3 separate regions of the Hordeum vulgare genome follow, and regions 1 and 2 are each linked to region 3. Evidence: chromatin contacts called from public Hi-C data. All regions are on one chromosome and are shown on one strand. Each heading gives the region's core, a stretch centred on a gene start, on an enhancer-like site or on the middle of the called end of the contact. The rest is flanking DNA. Distances are from core to core; before and after follow the strand shown.

Evidence for each region. A called contact is a pair of places that touch in the nucleus more often than the background predicts.
Region 1: a contact with region 3 is called in a Hi-C map of leaf, with 2.5 times the contacts expected there. The contact joins two enhancer-like sites. A contact is called at or near these places in 2 of 6 Hi-C or Micro-C datasets (leaf and seedling).
Region 2: a contact with region 3 is called in a Hi-C map of leaf, with 6 times the contacts expected there. The contact joins two enhancer-like sites. A contact is called at or near these places in 2 of 6 Hi-C or Micro-C datasets (both in leaf).

What each region holds. Positions count from the first base shown.
Region 1 is chr4H:595,272,878-595,275,577 of MorexV3_pseudomolecules_assembly, forward strand. No RefSeq gene overlaps it. Among protein-coding and RNA genes, the nearest start is that of LOC123449887, 44 kb to the left of the region's middle. Within about 2 kb of position 1,319, at least 2 of the 3 cell types and tissues checked have open chromatin away from gene starts, as enhancers often do. A contact at or near this core is called in leaf, where this site is marked.
Region 2 is chr4H:595,292,075-595,294,774 of MorexV3_pseudomolecules_assembly, forward strand. No RefSeq gene overlaps it. Among protein-coding and RNA genes, the nearest start is that of LOC123449887, 63 kb to the left of the region's middle. Within about 2 kb of position 1,282, at least 3 of the 3 cell types and tissues checked have open chromatin away from gene starts, as enhancers often do. A contact at or near this core is called in leaf, where this site is marked.
Region 3 is chr4H:595,488,539-595,491,238 of MorexV3_pseudomolecules_assembly, forward strand. No RefSeq gene overlaps it. Among protein-coding and RNA genes, the nearest start is that of LOC123449889, 43 kb to the right of the region's middle. Within about 2 kb of position 1,358, at least 3 of the 3 cell types and tissues checked have open chromatin away from gene starts, as enhancers often do. A contact at or near this core is called in leaf, where this site is marked.

The sequences.
Region 1 (2,700 bases), core at 69-2,568, 220 kb before region 3:
AATACATAAATAAAAACCACATAAAAGAATGAAAAATCGGACGAAAATTTGCCAAAAGCGGTCATAAGGTTCTTTCTGAAAACCGCATAGCGCCCCCACTAATGGGGTGGGCGAGCACTATTTTGCTGGCGACAAGCGATATATACTACAGTAGTATATTGGTTTACATACAGGCCTACTTCACTGACGGAAAGGGTGCATCAGTGTCGTGTTCCTTGCACCGTGGTTGTGCCTGCAGAATATCGGCCGTTTCGCTTCCACACCATACTTATGCTGGCATCCTGGTGGAGCACGGCCAGGCCCAGACGATCATAACGCAGCTAGACACGACGGACTCAGGCAATGCATTGCACAGCCAAAACTCTTCTTCTTCCTCGAGTTCCTACGTAAATTAATCCACATCCACTCGATCGGGCATGTAGCACGCAGGCTGTGCCGCCGGCTGAGCATGGCATGTACTCTACATATGGGGAAAAGGCTGCGCGCACCACCACTGGTCCATGTAGCTAGCTATAGCTCTACAGCATCGATCCATCGGCATGGTGCAGCGTGTGGTAGCAGGAGCATGCAGCGGCAGCACAGTAACCGCCCAGCCATAATGTTCCATGATGCTACGACTGTGCAGCCGGTGGAGTGCAGGGCCACATATATAATTCGTCATAACATTTTCCCGATCGACGGCGTGCATTGCAACCGGTGGTGTGTCACCTCCATCATCAGCGCGCGCGCGGTGCCGCTTTTGGTAGCTAGCTAGCTACTACTCCAGATAGCAGCTACCCAGGCCCGGCCAGGGATGCCCTGCTGCTGCTTACTCTTTGGCAATTGGGTTCAGCTACGCAACCTGGAAAGCATGGCCGGCCGACTGTACAAGAGAGCAACGAAAACAAGGCTAAGCTGGACATGGACGTACGTATAATGTGCTGTCTAGTCTCTTTCATCAGATCGATCTTTTGATTGCATTGGCTAGAGCATGCACTTCTACACGGTAAGCATGTGGAGTCAAGAAGCATCTCAAGTGTGTACAGTGCAGGGTTGCTATCCGGACCAGAAGAAAAGCATGGCGTGCGTGCATGCTTTGGACACGTATACAGAATATAAAAGTGGCTGTCCAAGTCGCCGGATCGGGCAAGTCGACCTCCTCTTGCCGCGGGCAATATGCTGCCTTCTACGGCAAGCAGCAGGAGCTCAGTTTTCCTCCTCTTCCTGCCTCTTGGCTGGCTGGCTGGCTGTGTGGACTGGAGACTGGACAATGGTATACACATGTTGCTGCGATGTCGATATGACACGGCCGGCCGGAGACATCTATCTGCCATCTGCCTGATGGACGCCGATCGAGCGAACGAGCGACAGGAAGAAGATGCACTGAACCCCTCCGGAGCCTGTGGGGGTTGGGGCGCGGCCTGAACGAAAACCGATCCCGGTCGAAAGCGCCGTGTGTGGAGGCCGCCCTTTGGCTAGTTTCTCGTGGCGTCCCCATCGATGGCAACGCATCTTTTTGACCGGCCGCGGCCGCCTAACTCCACTAGCCACGGCATGCTGGATTTGTATCGGCCCATCGAATCATCTGAACCGACGACGACGACGATCGATCTGCATTTCGGACACTCCGAGATCCGCATCTGCACGCGGACGTACGCTAGCAGACGAAGCGAGATGTGCTACTGCAACTACTGAGGTTCTGGAGTTCCCTGCTGCTGGCCGGCCGCCGTTTCCACTGGATTTGCTGAACGGTGGATGCGATAGCTCAGGGGCATGCAGCAGCAACAGGAGCCGGTCTTTAGCTGGATCATTCCTTCCAAAGATATCTTGGAGAAAAGGTGCCCAAAGCTGTCGTGAAATTGTTCCAGGGATGTCGTGAAATCGTTCTGGTTGTTTGATCGTTCCTGTCTTTTCGATGTGGCGTCGCTCGCTGGGAGTAAAGACTCGGCCGTTGGGACCGATGGAAGGCTATATATCAGGGATCGATCGATTAGGCCGGATCGCATCGAGTAATTGCACGGCACACCTAGCTAGAGCTATCTATCTATCCATGGACACTACTCCTAGAACCAGACTAGGATAGATGGCCGTCCCATCCAGGTGACGCGTCTGCGCCTTTTGCTGTGCTCTGCAGGCCTGACCGGCCGACCTTGTTTGTGTGTCTGGCCGTGCATGCATGCGCGCTCTAGCCTATGTATGTACGTATGCGACCACACTGCAGCTAGCTAGCAACCACCGAGACATGCGTATGCATGTATGCATGCTCAGCCAGGAAAGGCATCAGCTGGGCTAGCTTAGCCACTGCCTACATATGTAAAGTTCATAGACTAGGCTAGGTAGTTGCGTCGTGCGCAGGTTTCGGTTGAGCTGGCCAATACTAGGTTCATTTTAGGGGTGTGGCCACCTTGTTAATAAAACGACCGGTTCATGTTTTTGAGGGTACATTTTTTGAATTTGGGTTTCTCAAACAAAATCAAGTCACCAGAAATGATGGTGGTGTGTACCTGTCGTGATTAACCTGCTTGTTTTGGAGGATTTCATTAGAACGACTCCGACGCGCCGACCCAAACGAACCGCACACAGCCATGGGTTCCGTCCTGGCTACGCGTCTGCACCCGACGCATTTCAGGCGTAATTTTGGATCGGAAATGGATTCGTACGTACGCGTTTTGGGTTTGGGTTGTGCGTTGGGCCTTTATTTTTGTCCGCGTCGATCCAAAC
Region 2 (2,700 bases), core at 32-2,531, 200 kb before region 3:
ACTTACATTTATAGTTGGTGTAACCAACATTTCTGTTCGAGTAGCTAGTTCTGAGCTAGAGCTTGTAAAGGGAGCAAGTACACTAAAATGTTGTAGACGGGCTGTAACTCTTTAAATATTATACTTTTGCTTAGTTAAAAGAAAAAAAGAACTCAGTCTACTAGTTAAAGCCGGTTGCAACATGTGCTTCTAGATACTTTATAAAAGTGTGAGGTGGACTATGTACTAACAAAGTAATACTACATACTTATACCCAACTATTCTACTTACCGGTTATAAGATTGGCTGTAAATGATGTGACAACACACCATATAGCCATTAGCTGGCTATATTATTAACAATGTTTTATACTTCTTTGCTTCCCATTTTGCATGTGGTGACCACGGTGATACTATGTGAGCTTTGAAAAATTCCTTATTCACCAATCGGTAGCAGGTATATATAGAAAAGAACCGCGGTTGAGATGCCCAGGTGCATATATCCTTTTATTCTTACTTCAGGTGTATATATCTAATTATAAAATAACATGTTGTAACAACTATCCTACTAACAACAAGTAACGAACTTTTTTTGCGGGTAAGTAACAATCTAATCATCTTAAAGCATCTACATCCGGACCCTTCAAATCAGCCTCAAACGTCCGATCCGGACAGCCTGCCCGGTCACAAAAAATTGATCCAGCCGGACCCTTCATGCCCATCTCAAACGCTCGGACTGAGCGATATCCCTCATATCCATCTTAAACATGAGGACGATACGAGGGCTTACGGACGCATCCGGGCACGCCCGGTCAGTCCGCCACGTAGGACGCGATCCCACGCGGACCACCTTTCCTTTTTTCTTTATTCATTCTTTTCTCTATCTCTTTTCTTCTCCACCAATCATATGCAAGTCTCTTTTTCTCCATCAATCATGTGCAAGTAACCGGACATATGAGAAAAAAATATGAAAGGTGCGGCTGCGCAGACGAAAAAGTAAGGGTTCAAAACGAACACGTCCGTCATCGCGTCCGCGGGTGTTTGAGGGGCCGGATTTGTAAGTTGGGGTAGTAGATGCTCTGATAAAAGTGTTTGATTGAATAGTTAGGCCTATATGTATCAACATCTACATCCTTTATTTGCTTTGATCAATGTACAGTTCACCCTGCCAACACCATGCATGGTCCAGTTGCCCTCAGGGCCGAGATAAAACCCTCTTTCCAGCGGTGTCCCTGTCCCCCCCACAGGCCACAGTGGGTGTGTGTACCCGTCCATAAGCAAGCCATGAACAGTGAGGAGGCATGGAAGCTCTTCTCATTCTGCCGTTCAGATCTAACACTGGAGCCCCCGATCGAGCACACACACTGCGTACAGTGGCCTACTGTACACGTAGTTGTCAAGGTCACCGCCTTTTACACTTTACAGGTTAACTAACGCATGCATGGAGTACTCCTGCAAAAATCAACAATTCTCCTGCAGAATTGCTCGTACGCGTGAGAGGGGTAGGAATGTGACACGCTCGCATCCATGATTGAGCACGCCGTACACACGGCGTTGCCGTTGCTCTCACTCCTCGTCCGTTTGAAAGCGCCGTGTGTGATAAAGCGACGCATGCGCCCTGATTGGCTTTCATTTTCGTGCAGCAGCTTTCTTTGACGAAGCGAGCTCGTGGAGCCTATACACACCATGATACGTATATGCCAGGCACATTGTGTGTGTACATGCATATTATACTACGTACGGTATGCATGTGGAGATTTAAGCACGTTTTTTTGGATTCGTTCTCGCTTCTCAGGGGGCTTGCATGTGGAGGTGGCGGCGGAGGAGGCCATAACGTGATGCAGACCTGCCGAAAGTTGGTGTATTATCATCGGGAACTTCTAAAAATGCCCTGAAAAATCCTGTGTACCACGCATGTTGTACTCCCGTCTTGTGTGGTACTTCAAGCGATTAATTAATGTTGCACGGAGCACAAAGTCTAAAATAAGGGTCTCCCTATTTTTCTCCCAGAAAATTACATGAGCATGTATAGGTTTGGTCACCTGAAGAAATTGCAAACTATTAGTAGATACAAAGGAGTTCACTACGTGAAGTCTTTAACTTTACTGACAGTTTGGTAGAATAGTTGGATGTTTACGGACGCACAACTGTCGTTCCAGACCCTGACAAGCTTGCAACTCTGCGGTGCATGGTGAAGCGCACATGCAGGCCGTGATGGGAGACGAAATGGCAACGCAAAGCGCAGCAGTGTAGCTCGCCACAGTAGTCTTTACTCTTTAGCATTGCCGATGGATTTTGGCTATGTAGAGCGAGGTCCACACTACCACGCACTGCACACCACATAAGTAGAAGTGCCCACATCACGTTCGGGGCCCCAGGGCGGCTGCCCCGCTCGCCTTGGCCTGCATGCATGCATAGGCTGGTCCGTGCATGCGAGGTACCGATGACACCGGACGATCGATTGAGCATGGTAGGAAGTTTGGTCATCTCCAAGGTAAACCTTTTTTGTTCTCTCTATTCATGGACACGTCTTTTTAGCCATTAAAATCAATGATGACGTTGGCCTCTATTCCCAAACGACGAAGGGGTTACGACAAGGTGACTCAATATCGCTGATGCTATTTAATATAGTGAAGGATATGTTAGCGGTCATGATTGAGCTTGTCAAGGTTGATGGCCAGATTGATGGGTAGTGGATCATCTAGTTGATGATGGTCTCTCT
Region 3 (2,700 bases), core at 108-2,607:
GTGTGACGCCCGACTGTCGGACGCCACACAAAAGGGTCAGTTGAGTGAATTTATTTTGAAGATAGTCCAGTTTGTGAATTTGTTTTGTTTAGAGGTCAATTTTGTCGATTTTGCTCTGATTTCCCAGTAGTGTGTCGCTAATGACCCAGATCCGCCCATGTCTCTAGGCCACCAGCGGCATAGGTAGAAACATGCAAATGGTTAAATATGGTAGGAGAGTGAAGAGGGAGGCAGCTAAACATGGCACAGAGATGCCGATATATAGGGTGTGTGCGTTGTTTAGAACTGTTTGCATGTGGTAGTAACAAAGGCTTGAAGCAATTGGAGAGGAAGCTAGATGCAGGTGGATATTAATGAAAGGAGAGGCAGCCTTAGCTCTTTTCAGGTCAGTGTCATGGGACGAGAAGATGCATGGAGCCCACCTCCATAGAGAGAGAAGAAGAGAAGAGGGGTCAGAGAGGGTCAGGAGAGGGTTGTATAGGTAGCCTGCCTGATTGCCTGAATAATCTTCCTCTCTATTCCATTCCACTGCAGGACCAGAAGGAGTTGGGTATGCATCTGCCTCCCATGGTGTCTCATCCTATATGCAAATGTCAATGCATGTGTCATTGTGCATGCCTAGGCACGTGCATGTAGTAAAAGCTTTCTTCAGCTTAATAGCTATTCTGTAGCTATAGCCTTTGCTCTTGTACAGCACTGACCTTATACATATATTTCAGGTTAGCAATACTAATATAGACAAAAAAAAATAGTAAATAATCATGCATGGCATGTGCAAGATTGATAGCAATGCTTCACGGGTACATCATGTACCGGCCATCTATTTGACATGTATAATTGTACGATTGCCTTTGAAAAGATTGTTGCAACCATCACATCACTTGCGCGTCAGCTAGGGACGCATCACGGAAACCGCAGACACATAATTTTGGCACTCTTCCTGCACATACCTGATCGATCGGTTGTGTCTAGCTTTCGGTCCCATGCAAAATTCAGAGGCCCATACCCCTGCCTAGCCACCTACCTACATATTTTGTGCACACCCCCCCCACCCCACCCCCTACTGGTAGCGATCGATGGAAAACTTCTAAGAAGAACAAGAAGCTAAGGTTAATGATCAGGCAAGCATCATCAATCCAGACAATGGCATGGCATCTGATACCCTCGAGTACTAGCAGGGGTAGCTACACAGAGCCGGCCAGCACCTTTCTCTGTTTAGTCGTCTTTACATATGTACTAGTGCATGCATCTCCATCTATATATCTACAATCTCTCGCCGTCAATCGATCCCTCTCCTGATCTTTCCTCCCCTCAGGCGCGTCGACGACACATACGTACGGGTCCCCGTGGCGCGTGCTGTCGACGTCGTGTGATACGATACGGTGCCTCGCCGTGCCGTGGCGGTTGTGGTGGTGGGGGGAGAGCTATGGATATGTTGTAATGGAGGTGAGAGGAGGAGGAGGAGGGGACCGTGTCCCTTTGAGATGGAGTGCGATCGGTGAAAGGCCGGCCGGGCCGGAGCCAGTGAAGAAGCGGGGGGTGGTATGGTACAGTGCACATGCGTTATGGCGCCACGCTTGGACAAGATATTGATTACAATTGCTCCTGCCATGCTTAAAGCTTTTCTCTCTCCCTCTCTCTCACTCATGTATAATATATATTTCTGCTGTTTTCTAGGGCATATGCATATGCATATGCTTGGACCACCAATTATGTGCCTTGAGGGTATGGCCGTTTTCTACATCACCAAGGCCCCTTTGGTGTTGGGTCCTATAGCTAGCTACATTGTTACGTGCTAAGTAGCTGCTAATAAGTACTACTAATGTACCATCATGCATGCGTATGGACATGGTTAGTTAATATATTCTCTCCGTCTCATACTATAGTAGTGTGTTACGTTTTTCGAGACTTAAATTTAACCATAAATTTAATCAATGTGCACGATTGCAGCGGGAATAAAAATTGTACCATTGAATTCGTATTTAAAAAAGTTTTTAATGGTATAATTTTTGCTCCCTCCACACTCGTCCACATTGATTAAATTTATGATCAAACTTAAATCTCGAGAAGAACGAGCGCACTATATTATGAAATGGAGGGAGTAGATACTACTCCATGCATGATTATGAGAGAGGTAGATTCATGGCCTTAGAGCATCTCCAGCCGTCCCCCCAGGAGCATTTTTTCGACGCCGGCGAATGAAAAAAGTCCCACTCGCACCTCCAACGCCTCACTTTTCGTCGGATTTGGCCAAAAATAGCGTCGGCGGACCAAGGCAGAACCCCCCCCCCCCCGGGGGGGGGGGGCGTCTGTGGGCGCCGACGCTACTTTCTGCATGCAAATGGCCCACCATCAGTCGCCCATCCCCCCCCTCTCTCTCTCTCTCTTTTCTCTCTCCTCCGCACATGTCACAGGAACCACATAGAGGGCACGTGGCCGGCATAGAGTGCCCCGTCTGGTTGCTGGGAGCACAACAACTGGAAAAAAATTCACCCCAGAGTAAAAATTACGCCGGGGCAACCCCAACCGGCGTAAGAAAGGCCTCCTAGGGGGCTCAACGGCTGGATATGCTCTTAAGTTGTTATGAAGAAGCTAAGCTAGGTTTGCATATAAGTAGCTCTAGATCCTATATATACCTCGAGATTCTAAGGTTTGCATATAAGCTATGAGCATTTCCTGAACGAAATAATCTTCTGTAAA